Linked DNA regions of Lactuca sativa: region 2 is linked to region 1. Evidence: chromatin contacts called from public Hi-C data. All regions are on one chromosome and are shown on one strand. The core of a region is the stretch at or near the end of the contact, and the rest is flanking DNA. Distances in the headings are between cores, read along the strand shown.

Region 1 (3,020 bases), core at 335-2,834:
AGCAAAGAAATGTAAACACATTACTACATGTAAAAAAAATGTAGCTACACTGTTATTATAGGTAAAAAAAAATACATTGACTATATTGGTAGCAAAAGTGAAGTTTGTTGCTAATTCACAAAATTGGTGCATACAGATGGAACCATGTCAATGAATTAACAGTAGTAGAACTTACATGATCCATTAAGTCATTCATTAAGTCAAACAAAATTTGAGTCCAAATCTATTAAATGATATATAAAAGAAGACATGATAACCTAAAGAAAACTTGATCATAAACTGACATTGTTTAAGCAGTAGCACCACTCTTTCCTTTCTTTTTCTGAAGCTTCTTCATGTAGAACTCAAGTTCTTTTCCCTCCAATATGTACCTAACACATCACAAAACCAAACAATAAGATGGCTTCACAAAAAGGGTAAAATAGTCAAAGTGCGACCCAAAAGTTATACCCATCAGCACGACCACACTGGCCAGGGCGTGATGAAATTGCTGCTAAAAGACGACCACTTGAGAACTGTTCTTCAACATGTTGTTCAAGTTTGCGTTCCTCTTGACGCTTTTCAATTTTCCTCACGACATGGTTGCTCTTTTTGGTTTCCTCAGTAGCACCTTCAGCTTCCTATGAATCAAAGTTGCATATTCAAAGTGTGTACAGAAATTTGAGATTGATTGTGAAAAGGATACGTTACCTCTCCCTCTTTCTTGTTACCAGATGCAGGGGTTTTCTTCTTGCGACCAATGTCGACTCCATAGTGTTGAAGATACCATTGTTTGAAAGGTGCAGCATCAACCTGAACGATTGCACTCTTCACTAATGTTTGGGTTCTGACCAATTCGTTGTTGGATGCATTGTAGACGACATCTAAGATACGGGTCTTTCGTGTCACAGCCTCACTACCCCATGAGTAGTTACCTGTGTCTAACCTTAAGGCACGCCACTTCACATTGCCACCTCGAACCCTCACCCTACGAACGGTTTTGTTGCTGGAAATCTTGGTGTTGGCAGGCTGCCTTCCGAGCTCATACCTTAATGACAAAGAAAAATGGAACTTTTAACTAATAACCCAATAGGCGATAAGAAATGATCTAATCGAGCAAAGTAAATTTGAATATATATATATATATGATATCATGAAAGAAGGTCAAGTGCTCAATAATTAAAAGCCCTAAATGGCTAAATAGTAGACGTAGAGATGAAAATTGAGGAAGAAAAAAAGTGGGTTCAGATGGAAGATTACTTTCGCTTCTTTCTCCATGCCTTCTTCTTGCCACCAGTGGCACGTCTCTTGTGCATGGAATCACGAGAGATACCTGCAATAGAAGTGATTTCGCATAAAAGTTTTCAAAGTGAGCATCACGGCAATGAAGACAATTCGTCGATCGAACTAGTTGGATTATTGAAATCGATTCGGTAGATGGAAAGCGTACCCATATTTGCAGTTGACGGAGGATCCTCCTCTAGGGTTTATGACGCGCCTCCGAGCTCGGCCTCCCTAGATGACGGAAGAAAACTAGGGTTTGGCGGAGTGAAGAACTTAAAGGCGTGATTTGATTATTTACATTAAAACCCATTGTCCTTGTTAGATTTCATGTATCTTTCTTAACCAATTTACAGTTTACCCGCCATTCGCCAATGACATATTTGGTCCATTAATCTCAATCCAACCTTTAACAAAGCCCAGTCCATGTTTTCTGGTTTGCTCGTGTTTTTTTTTTTTTTTTTTTTCTTATGACAAAATTCCTTAGATTGTTTTCCTATAAATTTTAAAGGATGATTTTTCTTTTAAAAATTTGATATATATATATATATATATATATATATATATATATATATATATATATATATATATATATATGGGTAAAGTGAATATATCTAACAACCTTATATAAGCTTAGATACCTAACCACATTATACTACATTGTTTTGCATTATATTTCCATTGCAATCGTCTAAGGTTCTTAAACTTCAACCCTTAACTTGATTTACTTCCAAGATTTTCAGACATTCACTATTATATTCCTCCTACACCATTTGATTTGTAACGGTAGTATATGAAGTCCATCAGGGGGTCTCCGATAGAAAGACGTCATTTGAAGGAAGATAACGGTGAAAGTCCAAAGATTTTGGAAGCAATCAAGTTATGAGGTTGAATTTTAAGAACATTGGGTGATTACAATGCAAATACAATACAAAATTACGTAATATGATGTGGTTAGGTACCTAAGCTTATATAAGGTTGTTAGGTATATTCACTTTTCCCTATATATATATATATATATATATATATATATATATATATATATATATATATATATATATATATATATATATATATATATATATATATATATATATATATATATATATATATATATATATATGGTTAAGTTCATGTGAGACTGCCTAATTTTGTGAGACCGTGAAACACATTTTTTTATTTTTTTTAGTTAATTCAAGTTCCGAAAATAATATTTAAAAAGAGAAATTTTGGATTTTTCCATTTATTTTGCATTTTAAAATTATTTTTTAGAATATGTACAGTATAATATTCTATTAGAATATTTCACGTATTTTTCCGAAAATAATATTTAAAAAAAGAATTTTTAGATTTTTCCATTTATTTTGCATTTTAAAATTATTTTTTAGAATATGTACAGTGTAATATTCTATTAGAATATTTCACGTATTAAAAAAAAAAAAAACTGGATTTTTTTATTTTTTTATTTTTTTAGTTAATTCAAGTTCCGAAAATAATATTTAAAAAAAATTGGATTTTTCTATTTATTTTGCATTTTAAAATTATTTTTAGATTTGGTCTCACGGTCTCACAAAATTAGAATTGTATCAAATGAACCTGAACATATATATATATATATATATATATATATATATATATATATATATATATATATATATATATATATATATATATATACACATATTAAACTTATGAAAGATTTTAACAGGAAAGTGGCACCTTTTTGTCAATTTTGGCCCTCCAACTTACAGCATTGACCA
Region 2 (3,174 bases), core at 32-2,531, 230 kb after region 1:
CTCGGTTAATTCTGAGTCGTCGGCGGCTCCCTTCGCGGGAAGTGGCGGCGGGATGGCGATCACGTCCGGTGAAGCTCCGGTGTATGATAACGACAAGTGAACGAAACCGGAAGGCGAGTGGAAGAGATCGGTGGAAGATAAAGTGAACTCGTTTTCCAATTTTCCATTTTTGATGAGGACTTCGGATAAAGGGATCAATGCAAAACCTAGCAACTGATCTTCAAGATAATTTCTCACCCTGCTTAGCATATATATCTCGCACTTCAGAGAAGATTCAATTGTCGGAACGTTAATCCGAAGGGTTTCGTTAAAGACTGGATTTTTTCCACCTCCATTGATGGTCTGAGTAGTGACTGATTTTTCGGGATTACAAGTGATGCAGATTTTTGCATAAACGTCTTGTTTATGGTATATGCAGATGTTCTGAATGTCTCTAGCTTGATGAATGTGAACATCCAGAACACCAATAAATGGTTCGGGTTCGGGTTTTTTGGTTACGTAAGTCGAGTGTTTTGGGAAAAGATCCAGATTCTGTTTTTCAGGTTCAGAAAACACACAGGAGCTCTTGAATGGTGAAACGACAGATTGAGGAGACTCCATTAAAACCTGCTCAAATAAATCAAGACACAGCAGAAATTAGATAAATCTTAAACAAATTCATGGAATAGGAATCGTAGTTATTAAACTATATTTCATGGGAATCAAGAACTCAAGCAAATATCATAAACTCACGTACGAAAAGTCGAAAACAACAAATCAAGAAACCACACCTGAAAAAGGTGAAACAGTAAGAACCGTAATAAATCTTTGATGTCAAACCCTAGTTCCTAAAATAAGTCAAGAGCTAACTGAGTCAACCCAAGTTTCATTTCCAATTTATAAACAAACCCACGACAACATAAGACTCGATTTTCAAGAAAGTTATCTGCTTTACCTCAAAGAAGAGCTCCAAATCAAGAATCTAATGGAGTAAAAAGGGAAAGCGAAGACATTAACAATAACAACAGGATTCAAAGATTAAAGATTCATGGGGAGAAAAGTCGCTAGAATCCAAGAAATTAAGAAAGTAGAAAGGGAAAGTTTAAAGGCGTGAAATATAAAAGGAAAGTTAGGTCATTTCTTGCCTTCTTTTAACACCAAATTCGAGAAATATGAGTAGAATTGTTGGGGTTTGATCCCAGAAAATCTACACGCAATCAAGTTCGAGAAGCGAGATGAAGGGAAAGTAACTTGGGTTTTTGAAGACTGTGTAATCTGTGAAAGCTTCTGCATCCGTGTGTCCCCAGTTTTATAACTTGGTGCGGATTTTCTAATATTTTATCTTTCAATAATAGAAGTGATTAAAACGTTGGAGATATTTTATTTTTATTTTTAAAAAAATTTAGTGTTTATTTCTTATCTTGAACAAATCTAACTTTAATTTAAACTACACATGACTGATGCTTTCTGTAAATTATAAAAGCAAATTAAAAACATTATTTCTTGTGTTTTTTTCTTTTCATGTTAAGAATTTGTTGAAAATAAATGGATGTAAAGTTTAACTATAGTTTTTTTAGAATATCAAAGTATTTTATTTATCTTTTGGATTTTGTTATGAGGTTTTTTTACCAAAAAAAAAATTGCATAATGATTTTCGGTAAATTGTATATTTAAGTACACTTCTATGTTGTAAAGAATAGTGGTCGGAAAAGTTCCAATATTTTTAGGAGTAAATTACATGAATGCTCCCTACAGTTTGAGGTAATTTGCATGTTTGGTCCTTAATTTATTTTTTTAACTCGAAAGGTCCATATTATTTGCTTTTGTTATGTATTTAGTCACTACTGTTTGTTTTTGTTACGTGTTTGATCATTGTCTTACCTAAAAAGACTATTATTTAAATAGAAAAAAATTGATAGGGTAGGTAAGGTAAATTGATGAGAGTGTGGTTGGGGGTGTGTTTATGTAAACAAATTAAAAAATCAAAGGCAAAATAGTCTTTTTAGGTAAGATAGTGACCAAACGCGTAACAAAAACAAACAATAGGGACCGTCCGAGATAAAAAAGAATAAGTTATTGATCAAACACACAAATTACACTAAACCATAGGGACTATTCGTGTAATTTACTCTATTTTTAGAAAAGTTTCATTTTAATAAAAAAAATTGAGTATAAAAATCTTGATTATTTCATTTTGGTTCAAATTAACAAAAAAATTATTTTTTTAATAATAAATGAAGTATTATCATTTAAAATCAAGTAGTCATCACTTTTCTGTTCAAATTTTTTTTTGGTGGAACTAAAGTGAAACGTTTAAGAAAATATATTTTTTCTTATAATTTCCCTTGTAAAGAAAGTATATTATGTTTATGTAGTCTTAAATTATTAATCTAGTTGTATTAAAGACAAATAAATGAAGCAACAATGACAATATATATATATATATATATATATATATATATATATATATATATATATATATATATATATATATATATATATATAAAAGTCTTTTCAGTTGAAAGGGTTCCATAGAAAATATTGCTTTTTAAAAAGAAGCTGTTATGTTTTGACTATACATATAATTAAATAAAAGAATATGGTTAATAAAAGTAAATACTAGTATCCGAATGAAACTTTATAAAAGAAACATACTACAATCTATTATATATGCCACATTTACTTTCAGTGAGGACTAATTGTTAAATAAGACAAGAAAAAATTAATTAAAAGAAACAAATTTTAGGTCAAGAAGGCAAGAAGCAACGGAGCAAGGTTTGGTTTCTGTTTCTCCTCCCTCCCTATTTTCAATTAGGAGGAAATCACGAAAACAATCATATTTTATATGGTAATTATGAAAATATTAATTATATTAAAAATATTATGCTTTATGGTTGTTAAGATTTGGATATTAGTTTTAATATTCGTATTCATTTTTACATGTAAGATTTATTTTTCATATTAAATCAACTTGTTACGACACATCTATTGTATTCATAAGCAGGGCAGATCCAAGGAGATCACGGGGAAGCCTGGGAAGTCCCTTGAAAATTTTTCGATAGTGTAAATTTTTTTAGAAAAAATTCATTTTATATAGTGTGTATATAGATGCATCCCTTTATTTATAAATACAAACAAACAGTTGATTTGTTGGTTATGACGTTGAATTATTGAAGCAAAGGTTTTATTGATTGA

Evidence for each region. A called contact is a pair of places that touch in the nucleus more often than the background predicts.
Region 2: a contact with region 1 is called in a Hi-C map of leaf, with 7 times the contacts expected there. The contact joins the promoter of LOC111910554 here to the promoter of LOC111910552 in region 1. A contact is called at or near these places in 3 of 4 Hi-C or Micro-C datasets (bud, leaf and seed).

Annotation. Positions count from the first base shown.
Region 1 is chr5:19,137,711-19,140,730 of Lsat_Salinas_v11, forward strand. It overlaps LOC111910552 (40S ribosomal protein S8), which reads right to left and starts at 1,585. Exons shown (of 5, transcript XM_023906388.3): 1 at 1,430-1,585; 2 at 1,240-1,312; 3 at 691-1,027; 4 at 451-620; 5 at 132-371. The coding sequence starts at 1,433. The coding sequence ends at 290.
Region 2 is chr5:19,366,407-19,369,580 of Lsat_Salinas_v11, forward strand. LOC111910554 reads right to left here and starts at 1,282. Exons shown (of 3, transcript XM_023906396.3): 1 at 1,125-1,282; 2 at 737-770; 3 at 1-606. The coding sequence starts at 600.